2 separate regions of the Mus musculus genome follow, and region 1 is linked to region 2. Evidence: chromatin contacts called from public HiChIP or PLAC-seq data. All regions are on one chromosome and are shown on one strand. Each heading gives the region's core, a stretch centred on a gene start, on an enhancer-like site or on the middle of the called end of the contact. The rest is flanking DNA. Distances are from core to core; before and after follow the strand shown.

The links. HiChIP or PLAC-seq counts read pairs in DNA pulled down with a chosen protein or histone mark.
Region 1: a contact with region 2 is called in an H3K27ac HiChIP or PLAC-seq map of SST interneurons, with 8 times the contacts expected there. The contact joins two enhancer-like sites. A contact is called at or near these places in 3 of 484 Hi-C or Micro-C datasets (embryonic fibroblasts, nephron progenitors and uterus), 18 of 115 datasets of contacts at active chromatin or transcription factors (SST interneurons, T-cell acute lymphoblastic leukemia, astrocytes and 12 more) and 1 of 9 other capture datasets (embryonic stem cells).

The regions. Positions count from the first base shown.
Region 1 is chr8:36,131,437-36,137,920 of GRCm38.p6, reverse strand. All of the region lies in intron 4 of Prag1 (PEAK1 related kinase activating pseudokinase 1), which reads right to left. Among named protein-coding and RNA genes, the nearest start is that of Gm38414, 21 kb to the left of the region's middle. Within about 2 kb of position 3,515, at least 19 of the 459 cell types and tissues checked have an H3K27ac peak or open chromatin away from gene starts, as enhancers often do. A contact at or near this core is called in SST interneurons, where this site is marked.
Region 2 is chr8:35,861,897-35,868,415 of GRCm38.p6, reverse strand. 5430403N17Rik (RIKEN cDNA 5430403N17 gene) reads left to right here. Exons shown (of 3, transcript NR_046181.1): 3 at 2,111-4,331. Among named protein-coding and RNA genes, the nearest start is that of 5430403N17Rik, 18 kb to the left of the region's middle. Within about 2 kb of position 2,490, at least 62 of the 459 cell types and tissues checked have an H3K27ac peak or open chromatin away from gene starts, as enhancers often do. A contact at or near this core is called in SST interneurons, where this site is marked.

The DNA of each region.
Region 1 (6,484 bases), core at 2,266-4,765, 270 kb before region 2:
AAAAAAGAGAACCAAATAAACAGTAGACGTGGGGGTGGGTGGCTGTGGCACACTGTCCTCCTTGCCCTCTTTCAGCCTGCAGTGGTTTCTGCTCTTGCTTCCTAGTTTATCAGGATCAAGGTAGCTGCCCTTCCCGCCTGGCCCTGCTTAGCTAAAGGCAGGGATGCTCAGTGAGGGTGTGTGTGTGGTGGGTGTTCCTAGCAGCGAGGCTAAATGAATGACCTATGTTCCTCCCAGGAGGCTTGGGTTAATAAAAAGCAGCAGGGACTAGCAGGCTTTCCATGTGTAGGAACTCTCCCCTCACAATCAGAGCAGACAGTGTTCCAGAACCAGCCAGTGCAAGGCAGGGAGACTATACTGGACTCTGACCTTAGCAAGCTCTACAAACCTCTAGTCCTCAGGTGTCCTTTCTCATGCTTCCCAGGGAGGTGGCTCTGCTTCCACGGACTGGGTTGGTAATGGGGACAAAGTTTACAGGTGATTCATTTCCTCTATATTCTAGCAGAAGTGGAGAGAGGGCTGTTGTTTCCTCATGCAGTGGCTAAAAAAAAGTCAGGGGCAAGGCCACCTGCCTATGAGGCTCCCCAAGTCCAGAAGGCCTCTGCTAGTGAGTCCCTATGTTCAGGAACAAGAAGGCAAGTGCTTTAGATACATCCATTTCCTCATCACATTGCCTTCCGGGTACCAAAAATCAGCCCATGCATTATCACTAGTGCAATGGCTGTGAGGGTTGGGGGTAGAGTGACGTCTGAAGACTGGGCTCGTGCCTAAACCAGTACCTTTGGGGTCAGAGGCAGTGTGCCCAGAGTCAAGGTTGCTTTCCCTCTCTTTCCGAGGTGCCAGTGGATCTGCTAACCAGTCCGTGTCTTGGCTTGTCTGTTCTTTATAAGCCTTGTTCTGATTTCCTAAGCTTGACGGAGTATGTCCTCACCTTTACTGTCACCTATAGTCTCTGGATGTCACCAACATGCCCCCTTATGCTTTTACTAGGGATTGAGGGCAAAGGGCAGGAATAAACTACATTAAAATCTATAATTTTAGCAACTCTCCATTTCAACCTTTCTGAACATGCTTTTTGTCTGACAGTCATCCCAGAAACCTTTGTGTAATTTAATCTCTATGGCTAACTTGTTCCCATCATGCCTCTCTCCAATTCTAGTTCCTACACTGAAGACTGGTCAACTGTCTAATCAGGAACAATGGAGGGACTCTTTAAAAACAAGTCCATCTCACACGCATTCCTTTGATCTCCAAGAAGTATCAAAATGCCAGTTAGAGATCCTGCACTGAAGCAGTGTTCAGGCACCTGAGAGAAAGACTACCCCCCTACCCTGTACTGTGCCCCCATGACAATCCTGTAGGAACTAAATTGGTGGACAGTTTTGACTGGATCTAGATGCTATAGCTGCTTGGGCAAATATGGTAAGTATTAGGCGTTCTGAGTCACGTATGGCACCAAGGATTGGCATGTAGGCTGGTCAAATATGTTTAACATCTTAGATGGTGTGAATGTGTGCTAGGATGCTTCAGTTAACAAGGGGCACCGCAGAATTGTTCCCGAATCACTTCCTGGCCCAGCAGAGGGGAAAGCCTGAAGTCACACAAAACTTATCAGTGATACGTAGCTCCCTTCAAGAGTAGACTTCCTGTATCCAACTGGGCATTATATACACACATAAAGATTTTCGTATTTTTGAAAGAAAAATGGGCCTGGGGAGATAGCTTAAGTGATAAAGAGATCCAAGTTTGAGCCCCATAACCCATGTCAAGAGAAACGTTTGCAATTCCACCATTAGTGTTGAGGAGGGGAGACAGGCAGATTTCTGAGGGCTTGCCCTTCTAGGCTACTTGGTCAGTTTCAGATCAATGAGACTGTTCCTTAAACCTTAAAGCCATCACCAGCAATAAAACATGGAGGATACTTGAGGTTGTTCTCTGACCTTTACACAAATGAGCACACATGTGCACATGCCTCTATCTGTGCAAGCAGGTATGGGAACCACAGTTGGTGAGAAGGCCCTACAGTAAGCTATAGACACCTCAGGGTCTTATAATCTCTCCAGGATGGATGTACTCATGCTACTTTGAAATGGATGTTAAGATGTGACCTTCTACATGGAACTGATTTTTCTAGCTGTCACTCCAGAGTGAGAGGGGACTGACCCTGACATGTCCTTGATTCTTTCTTGGAGAACCATTTCTTCAATGCTGCTCTGGGCAAAGAGCTTTTGGATGCTGCATTACCTAAGTCACTATCCACGGTAGCTGCTTTGGTCTGCTGCGCTCACCAAACCGAGAAGAAGACAAACATGCCCTGACAACTGAAACGCTCTCATAGTTCACAGGTAAACCATCTGTCAGGGAAAATCTACCTAAAAAAAACCCATGAATGGCTTTGGCCAATGGACAGAAAGACTCAAATTCAATGGCACACGAAGTTCTAGTTCTGCCACATCCTGGCTGTCTGCTGGTATTGGACCAAAGTCTCCAGATTCTGGCTTACAATGAAGAGCAGGGGATGCTGGGAAAATTTTGTGGGAACTAGGCAAGCTCTCTAACATTGAGCTAAATTCCCAGCTGAGTAACGCTGTGTGTGAACTGAGACAGAGGGTTCCAAATGCCATTTCCCAAGTGTTCCTTCCAGTCTTCACTCCCACGTAAAGCATACTCAGAGATAAATACCCAGCATCCCTTTAGTGCCTGTACTTCTGACAAGAGAAAGCTCCTCTGGAGGAAATCATCATCATGCTGGGTGAATCTCACAAAGCTGGGGGGGGGGAGGATGGGAGAGTGTGTAATAGTTTGGTATCTTTATATTTAGAAAGCAAAGTCTGTATTTCAATGGTTAGGGGAAAACAGGTTGCTCCCTCCTCAGAACAGAGGGCAAAGGTTCAAATTGTGGTAGCACGAGGTCTACCTTATGATAGAGTCTTCTCTTCTTGCTGGAGTTTAATAGGTACTTCCACTGTCTCTTCAGTCGGGAGAGCAGGGCTCACAGAGGAAGTGGTCAGCCCTGTTTTGAGCCACTCTTCTGTGTACCATTATCTGCCTGTAGCCAGGCTGGAGCAAGCACGAAGACAGAAGGCACAGTTCCTCCGGAGATCTCCAACTTCTGCACCTTTATGTTAGCCACTGCCCCAATTATAAAGCCAATTACATTGCACGCGTGCAGGCGTGCGTATGTGTGTGCACGCCGCGTGTAAACTTGCAATATTCTATGGATTGACACTTGCCAACCTAATGTAGCTGAGCAAAGGGCCACAAAGATTTGCCCGCTCTTTGGTTAGTATTTCTTAAGCACCTACTAAGTGTAACGCATTAGAAACAAATCAGACGTAGAATCCTCAACCCAGACCCTAGAGAAGTTTGATTCTCTCATTAGAGATGAGCAAAGAACAGCCAAACCACCTGTGTAGGCACCATCCATTTAGGAAGAGGCAGTCTGGGAGGTTTCTGCCAACAGATAGGAAGGCGAGGGGCTCGGGCGTTCTCCAGCTGCACAATTTTTCAGGAGAAGCTGTGGGGCTTCTCTTTTGATTCCAGAATCTGGAGCAGCTCAGAATCACATGGAAAAAGAAAGAGGCTGGGCGGGACTACTCTTTTTTTTTTTTTTAAAGGATGCCTTGCTTTTCCAGGAAGATAAATGTGGCTTGAAGTGGAAGCATGCTATTAGCATTTTGCAGCCGGATAGAAGATGTGGCATTGTTGAGGAGTCTCTCCAGACCACTCGATCATCCCGGAAAGCAACAATCAAGGCCACGGTGTGGTTTGCGTGGAGGGAAAGATGCAGGTTCTCAGTTTGAAAGACAGGTCCCTGGGGCCTCCTCTGCCAGCCAACAGCCCAGCTGGGCCTCTGAGATTGGGATCTTTCAACCCGGTGCTGGGACACACACCAGTGAGCATTTTCTTCTTAGGTAGTTAAACCAAAACCTCATTCAAATCACTTTTCATGTGCTGTTGGTAGAAGAGCAAGCTGGCAGGTTTTTTTGCTTTTTTGTTTTTTGTTTTTTTTTAAAGAGGACAAATTGATGATTACTTAAAATGCATCCAAATTTTAGTGCACCGATTTTACTTCTTTTAAGAATTCGTCTCATAGATAAGATATGTAAACCAAATCTCCCCCATGTGTGTCTCAGGATCCCTCTTTAATTTTCTAACAAAACAGCCTAATTATACACCGGCAAGAGAAAGATTTAACTGGTGGCTAACAATGAAAAAAAATAGAGAGAGCAGCTTTAAAAACAGAGGTATGCTAACGGTTCTGACTTGAAAGACTTCAAGTACAAAAGTGTAGACAACTGAATTTTATCACTTTGATTCTTAATGACAGGGGGAAAAAATGTTCAAAGTGGCAGTGAACACAAGACGAGGTGTCAGGAGAGAGGCTCCTGGCTGCAGACCTCTATACATTGTTTGCTCTTTAATCATGGGTACGGATGAGCTTACTGACGTCAGACCTTAAATGGTACACAACTGTAATGAAATACATTAATCGGAGCGTTTAAAGAAAACCGATTAAGATGGTACTTCTTTGCTGGCAGGGTAGCCTGGGATACTGGAGGTATTGAAACAGTATATTTTCCTCTGGAACAAACCTCTCTGCCTTAGCAACTTCTGGGACAGAATCCCCAACTCAGTTCTTGACGGGCTGGGAGCATATGCTATGCTGGGACAAGTTACTTATATAATGTATTGGACTGAACCTATGGATTCAAACCTAGAGATCTAATAAGCCTGTCTAATAAAACACACATTAAATTCAGGTAGACAGTTGTGAGTACGTTTTGCAGATCTCTTTGAAAACAACCTCTTTTTGTCGTATTTTTGATTGGAGATTGTCCAAGAGTGGAGCCAGTGCTGGCTGGAGGTCAGACTGTCAGTCACTCTAACTGCAGTCTAATCTTCCCGTCTCTCCTTGACAGGCCTTCCTATCCATCCCCACCCCCTTCCTCGCTTACTTTCCCCACAGCCCCTATTGCATGTGTGGAACTAGCCATGTGCCCTGTGAAGAAAGGGACTGGGCAGTTATTCTGGATCTTCAGCATCTGACATTGTACCCAGTGCTTAGTTTATAGCAAATAGCTATCAAATGGGTGGCAGAACATGTATATAAAGAGATTGGCAGAGCATGTATGTAAGCAGACCCCCACCCACCCACACATGTATGTATTTTTTTTAATTTACTGGCATTATTGTGGGGAAAATCAAGCCTATTAAAGCCATAGTATTTGGTTACATTCCTCTGACTCTGACTTCCTAGCTATAAAATGGTGACGTTCTGGCTCTTGTATTGGGTGAGGCTCTATGTCCAGGGCATGGTTAGAGCTCTCTGCTCTGTTCTGTTGCTGATGCTGGTGGCTTCCATTAAACAGAAAATTCTAACCTCTTTCTTTTGAATTACTCTGCTAAGTAAAAGATGGAAATGATCTTAATATGACATGAAGTCTGTTTTTATTTGTTATTTTGTGGTTGTTTTGAGTCCGGGACTCTAGTAGACTAGGCTGGCCCCGATTACCGCATTGCTGCAGATTCCTTAGCAGTCCTGATGCTCCTGCCTCCTCTTCCCAAGGGCGAGGACTGCAGGCCTGTCCCACCCTCCTCAGCTTTAGATGTGTATATTTCAAGGCAGCCACAAGGGTCCTCTGGCCATTCAGCCAATGATGTCCCATCATAACCACCCACCCATTCTCCACAACAGATCCACCCTAACGGTACCGTTTGTTCCTCCAGAACCACGCACCATCCAAACAACCGCTAAGCTGGCTTTGGCATTCTATACAGAAACTCTCTGCTTAACAAGCTGTGCCCTCAGACAAAATGTCATAACAGGTGCACTAGGAGAGTGATAAGCCCTAATAAAGGTATAAAGTGGGACAAGCTTACAATGATATCAAAATACCATTTTGTTACCTTAAAACTTGGATAAATTCCTACTTTAAAAATGTAACAGGTTTGAGCTATACTCTTGTGGGGAGTTGGTTGAGACAGGGTTTCTCTGCATAGCCTTGGCTGTCTGGAACTAGCACTGTAGACCAGGCTGGCCTTGAACTTGGAGACCAGCCTGCTTTGAGTGTTAGATTAAAGGCCCGTGCCACCGCCAGGCCTTATATTTTTATACAATATAAATGTTTCTTTTGCTATTAAACCCAGACAGCAGATAGATCTCTAATTTTGGCCATCGACCTTGATAAATTCCTAGCAAATTTACATAAACCAAGGTGGTGGCAGGCTCTGGAATGTTTTTTTTTTTCCCCTCAACTTAGGCTGCACCACAGATGCGAACCACCCAGAAAATGGGCACTATCTCACCAGTGAGTTCTTGCTACGGATAAATGTATTACCCAATGATTTCTTTTGACCAGTGAGGCTGATGCTAATTCTCATTTCACATAACTTCAGCTTGAATGGAGAGCTCGGCCCTTCTGATTCACAGCCTCAGTGCCTGTTGTGTCAAAAAGTCAAGAGGCTCAAGCATTTCAGTTAC
Region 2 (6,519 bases), core at 1,241-3,740:
GCCTGGACTTCCGACTTACAGAACCGTACATGAGCAATGGTGATGCCTAAGTATCTATGTCTGTAGCAATTTGTCACATTGCAAAATCTAATGTACTTAATTAACATATTAAATGCAATAAATGAAATGATATTTTAAGTATTCAAGTATTAAACATTAGATTTTACCCTATTATTTATTCTAAAATATTTTAAATAAATACACTACAGAAAATGTTTTAGATGACTAAAATAAGTCTAGTGTCATTCATCCTACCTGGAACCACGTGTTAGAAAAGACGGTCCAGAGCTAGGGACGGTGATCTACACCTGTGATTCCAGTGAGGAAGGAGCTAAGACAGGAGCAGTAAAAGTTAAATGCTAGCTTGGGTCATATAGCAAAACTTAAAAAAATAAGAAGGGAGGGAGGGAGGGGGTTGGGGGGAGGGAGGAAGGAAGGGGAGTCAGCTAGTCAGCTTGGGTACTTCATATCTATGCAAATGCTATTCAAAAGGTTTAATTATAACTCAATGTATTTTCTTTCCTTTCCCTTTTTTTTTCTTTTCTCTTGGGGTGGGGGTGGGGGGATAGACAGGTTTGTAAAGGAACAGCCACAACTGCCAGGCTACTCTGTATTTTCTAACAAAGCTTTTTATTGGGTTTCTCTTCTTCCTCTGAATCTCTAATGTAGTAGTCCAACAATCCAACAATGTCTTAAAGTTTCAAACCAACCTACATCAATTCTTCAACCTCATTGAACCCTATAACCCGTATGTGCAGAATTGCAAATGCTTCGTCACATCTAATCCCTTTCTTTGTCCAGTTGACTTGCTCTCATCTTGCTATATTTTCCCATTATTCATCTCCACAAGAATCATTCAACAGGGACACAAAACACAAACCAACCTGCTCTACTTGGTAAGCTGGAAGAAACTGTTTCATAGTCATCCACTAGCAAGCTAAAGTCACCACGAAACAATTCCCAAGTGGGACAAATGTCAAAAAGTGTGACACCCATATGCAATGTGGGAGGAGTCATAGCCATCTAGTACATGTGTAGACGTCGTGGAACACACTGAAACAGAACAGCATATTTCTTAAAATATTCTAGGGAAACAGCTGTAGCCAGATAGGGGATCGCTAGCTATAAATGTTAGCCTCATTAAGATTCACAGTGATGATGATGACCCAAGTTTATACAGCAAAGAGACTCTATAAGGCATCTGACCCCAGAATTGTTTGAATGCTTTCTGTCCAAGTTTTACGACAGAGCTCAGGAAGAGATAAAAGAGTAGTTCTCAACCTGTGGGTCGAGACCCCTGTGGCAAACCTCTATCTTCAAAAACATTTGCATTAGGACTCATAACAGTAGCAAAATTACAGTTATGATACAGCAACAAAAATGATTTTATGGTTGGGGATCACGATAATATGAAGAAGTGTATTTAAGGGTCATAGCATTAGGAAGGCTGAGAACCATTGAGATAAAAGCAGGTGTGTGCTTGTCTAACAGGACAGGCAGAGTCATGGAGGGGGTGCATACTAAAATCCCTAGAAGGAGGAGCTCCAGGTTTCCAAAGATAAATAAATGATAAGGACAGGGAGGTATTAATTACCTTGATTAGATCAGTGTTTATTCAATGCATGCCAAAAATGCTAAAATGTCACACTGCACCAGATTAAGTAGGAACAATTATTTCATGTCAATCTCCCAACTTCTAATAAATGTTCAGTGGTACAGATCTCCAAATTAAAACCTTTTTTTTCTATTGGGGAAGACAATTACACAGACAGTGTAAAGATGTTCACCAGGGATGGAAGAGGAAACCAGGGGGTTATTATTAGTGGCGTTTGAACATCAGTTTTATCAGATGAGAAACCTTATGAAGGTGGGTAGCCACCGTGGTTACACAACATTATGAATATTTTTAGCATCACTGAACCGTTTATTTAAAAATGGTTTCAATAATAAATGTTATCTCTCTGTTTTAGTACAATAAAACAATTGGGAGGAGGGAGGGAACCCTGGAAAATGAAATGTTTCTGCCCAGAAAATATTTTGGGAACTGTGGTTTAAATTCTTTGTATGTTTATTTATCCTGTCTCCTCTTTCCAATGACACCGTGTTCCAGGTCAAATGGTGATCATGTGGCCCACGGTGAGAAAACCTCCTGGTATAACTAGTGGGAACTGCTCGGCCACCTTCCCTTCCCCCAGCTGTGTGATGCAATGGTGCAATTCTGTCTCCTCAAAACCAGACATCCTCTCTCACTGGAGGATTCCAGGGGTGGCTTATCACTGCAGAGCACTCTGTAGACATTCTCCAGACGACCACCATGTGCCAGGCTTAGCACATTACTAAAGCAACAAGCATCCCAGCAGGACACCCACTTTGCAAGGAAGACACTGCCATGCCAGGGAAGAATCCAGGAAGAATTATAACACTGGGGCTTCTGAGAAAGCTGATTAAGTGGCCTGACTGGAAAGTGACTGGCATCCTCAGGGCAGAGAACCTCCAAGGAGCTGGGAGGTGAGAGCTGTAGGGATGACTCAGGCAGGAATCTGGAGAGAGCAGGGTGGGGCACGTAATTCACTGCCTAAAACCCAAAGCCAGTTCCCCACCTTCCAGCGGTACAATCGGTCCCTGATACTTCAAGTTGAGAACGAAGCAGGAAAGGAGGAAGCCCAGGAATCAGAAAGACGGAATGACTTTGCATTTAGCATTGATTCGAAAATGCTAAATTACCTCTAAATTACCTCTTCACATGCCTGATCTAAAATTGGAATCCACCCTCTAATCTTGAGCATTTTACAGTTTTTGTCCACCACACCCCCACCCCTCGCCCCCATCTACCCTCCCGGCATGCATGTGACCCTAAGGCACGCGCGCGGCTCACTTGTCAATGCCTGCGTGCGCAAACTTGTCCACAGCTACTGTCATTGTCATTTCTTCCTCAGGATTTTGAGTTTTGTTTCTACCCCACATGTCGGGTTTAATGGCCGTGTAAAATGTCTTCAGCAAGATCATCTTGGAGGGTTCGCACTGACAGGAAAACTTACAGTGTGTTCAGGTAGGCGAGGGACCCAGAGCTCGTACCGTCCTGATTGTTATGTGTGAAATGAATAGTCTTTCTGAGAAAAAGGTTTACTATTACATAGCGGCCTCACAAAAAACAAATCAAGTATTTTACAGCTTTGTTAGTCCAGGCAAGGGCACCCTAGCAATGCCCGGGCCATTTGTTAGAATGACAGAATCTCGGGTTGTATGGATACCCACTGACTCTGGTTATACTGAGGTGACTTCTCCATCCAACTGTCAAAACTACCACCTCTACCTCGGTCTTATTACAGCGCTTTCTTCTCTTTTATTGTCTGTGAACTAATGATGGAACTTAAATATAAAGGGCACGTGGGACTCAATTAGGCATGGCCGGTGACATCTCTGCAGGCACAATGTGAAATAAAACCACCTTCTTCAGTGAGGGGGGGCTGGCAGCCAGGAAGATGGGTAGTCTCCTAGGAGGACCATGAACACCAATAAAACCATGAATCACCCGAGACCTTGGTGCTGTGACACAGCTGGCTGAGAGGAGCCCCACCTGCGGACTGTTGTAGTGGGGATTTGGGAGTTAGTTACATGTGATATCTACTAATAATGATACTCAACGTAGTCCCTCTTGTGGAGGGACCTGGGCACGGAACCCATGGCTTTGCGTATGCTGGGTTGGCGTTGTGTCAATGAGCTACAGCCTCAGCCTTCAATGAATTCTGTAGTCAACATTTGATTTTTTTTTTTCCTTAGCTCCTCATGCTGATCCCTTACTATTGAGAAGCACAACAAACCCTGTAGGGAAACACTGTGAACTAAGACCCGATGTTTGGGTGGTAATGGCTTTTTACTTATAGAGATGACATTTACCAGACTAACCTGGTTGGCAAGTAGCCGAGTTGGGGACCGGACTCTCCAGATTCTGGCTTTGCTTTGGCAATTCTAAGTGGGAAGATAGTGTTGGTGACATTTTATGCAAGAGAATTGGGGGTCCAGTATGCTCAAGAGACTCAGATTCTGAGCTGTCCTGTGAGCCAATTAATTGCCTCTTCATCTAAGCCAGTTCTCAACTGCTGACACCCTTTAATACAGTACCTCAGGTTATGGTAAACCCCCAACCGTAAAATTATTTTCATGGATACATTATAACTTTAATTTCGCTTCTGTGTGAATCGAATATTTTTTGAAGACGGAAGTTTGCCAAAGGAGTCTCGACCCACAGGTTGAAAATCATGATCTAATTCATCTCTTGTCCTTCTGCCCCCAGCTCCTCAGTAAAAGTCGACATGCTCATTTATGATTTTATGAGTTTTCTGGCATAGCGTTTATTTGCTTATTTATGTGGTGTATGTACGTGTTCACATGTGTGTGCATATGGAAGCCAGAGCTGGATGCTGGGTTTCTTCCGTGGTCGCTCCCCACCTTGTTTTTTGAGTCAGGGTTTCTCACTGAAACTGGATATCCTCCATCCATCTAGGCTTGCTGGCCCAGGAGCCAGAGGGATCCGCCCACCTTTGCTTCCCCCTGGTTCTGGGGTTACAAATGCACTGTAGCCAATGCCCGCTTTTACATGATTGCTGGAGGTCTGAATGCAGGGTCTCACCCCTACACAGCAGCCACTTTACTGAATGGCCTATGTCCAGCCCTTTGATACATTTTTGAATAAGTGATCAGATAATTAGGTGAACCCTATTAGAAAGAATGTGCATGTAGGCTTATGTTTTTCAAAACCTACTTTAGTAAGGGTTCTCAAATTCTTTAATCTCCCTTTTAAACCCACCACCCACCAGAGGTAGTGGAAGAGAGAGGTGAATTGGAAACAGGGATTGTGGACCTGTTTAGAAATAATTCTTTGGAGCCATTTCTATCTTCATTGTTGTTGGCATTTCATCTAGGCTCCGCCCCACAGTTACCTGGCAACAGCCAGATGTGCCTGACTCATAAAAGGGACTGCTTGTCCCCTCCTCGCTCTCTTGTGCTGGCTCTTGCTCTTGTTTCTCACCTTCTCTCTCCATTCCCTTCCCCCTCTCTCCATGTGGTTCTGTCTCTGTGTCTGTCTGTCTCTCTGTCTGTCTCTGCCTTTCTCTCAACTCCTCTCCCTGAATAAGTTCTATTCTATATTGTCCTGTGGCTGGTCCCTCAGGGGGTAGGAATGCCTCAGCACGGGTCTGCAGAGGCACCCCCTTCCCCTACACCACATTGCGCCCCCAACCAAACATATCCTTCTTTTCTTTTTCTTTTTATAAAGCACAGCAATTGTCAGTTGTCCAGTCCACTAGCAAAAGACCAACTTGAACCAGCAGCGAGCAGCTGCAGTCCAGTCCACATGGCAATCACCACTCAGAAACCAACAATGGCTGCTCAGTCCAGAAGAAACGGCAAGACTCTGCCAATGGGCCCAAGTCCATGGACGCAGCTAGAAGCAACCAGACCACCACCTTTGGTACATCTTTCTCTGCGAAGTCACAACAAACAAAGATCAGTGAAGAAAGTGAGGTGAACCAATGCCACAGCATTGTCAGTACAGAGCAGAAAGGTGAAGCCCAACAAAGACCAGCAATGTCAGAGCATCAGCCACTGTCTGTTGGGTTATATCTCTACTCCTTCCAAAATCGGGTACCCTCTCAAGCATTCGCTTCACCAGTCAGCTTCTTGAAAAACACCTGTCTGTCTCCAGAGAAACACCCCATGACACAACTGGGTCTCCCATGAAACCAGAAATTCCCACTTCATGTGAATCACTGGGAAATGCTGGAATCCAATACAAGAAGTAGGGCTGGTGGGTAGTCAACACCTGCCACACCTTTGACCCACTGGGGTTTTCATTCAGAGTCATCTTTCCCCTGGTGGGATCCCAGTGAGCAACTGAACAGGTAGGGATGTGGAAGCCGGGCTACTCCTGCTCCGTGTGGGGATCCTGTGATGGCAACTGCTCGGAGGCTTCCTGACAGCCGGGCTGAGACTTAGTGCCGCTGTGCAGACTGAGAGCTGCCTTCCAACACTGCCTCCTCCTCACCTTTTACCGCGTCACAGCTACATCAGAGCATTTTCTCCTGCACCGTTTCCTCCAGTCTTTCTAGCACACACAGAGTTCCATCTTGACATCTGCTTCTCCAAGGGAATCCATCATTAGGAGCTAGAGAGATGGCTCTGCGGTTAAGAGCATGCACTGTTTTTGTGGAGGACCTGGGTTTGATTCCCAACACCCACACAGTTGCTCACAGCCATCCATAACTCCAGTCCCGGGACATCTGACAGCCTCTTCTGCACATATGTGTAGATAAAGCATTCCTACACAAATAAGTGTAACTAGATCCCAGCCCCAATGGTTCAAGGCTTCCTTTTATCTGTGTTCCATAGCACATTCATTTTTGATGCACTTATTGGAAATAATAGCTCTTTCAGAGTTTGGGGGATGTTTGTTCCCCCCCCACCCCCCTGCCCCCCGAGGTGCCAGCATGGGTTTAAACCCTTCTTAGCAAGTGATGCAGG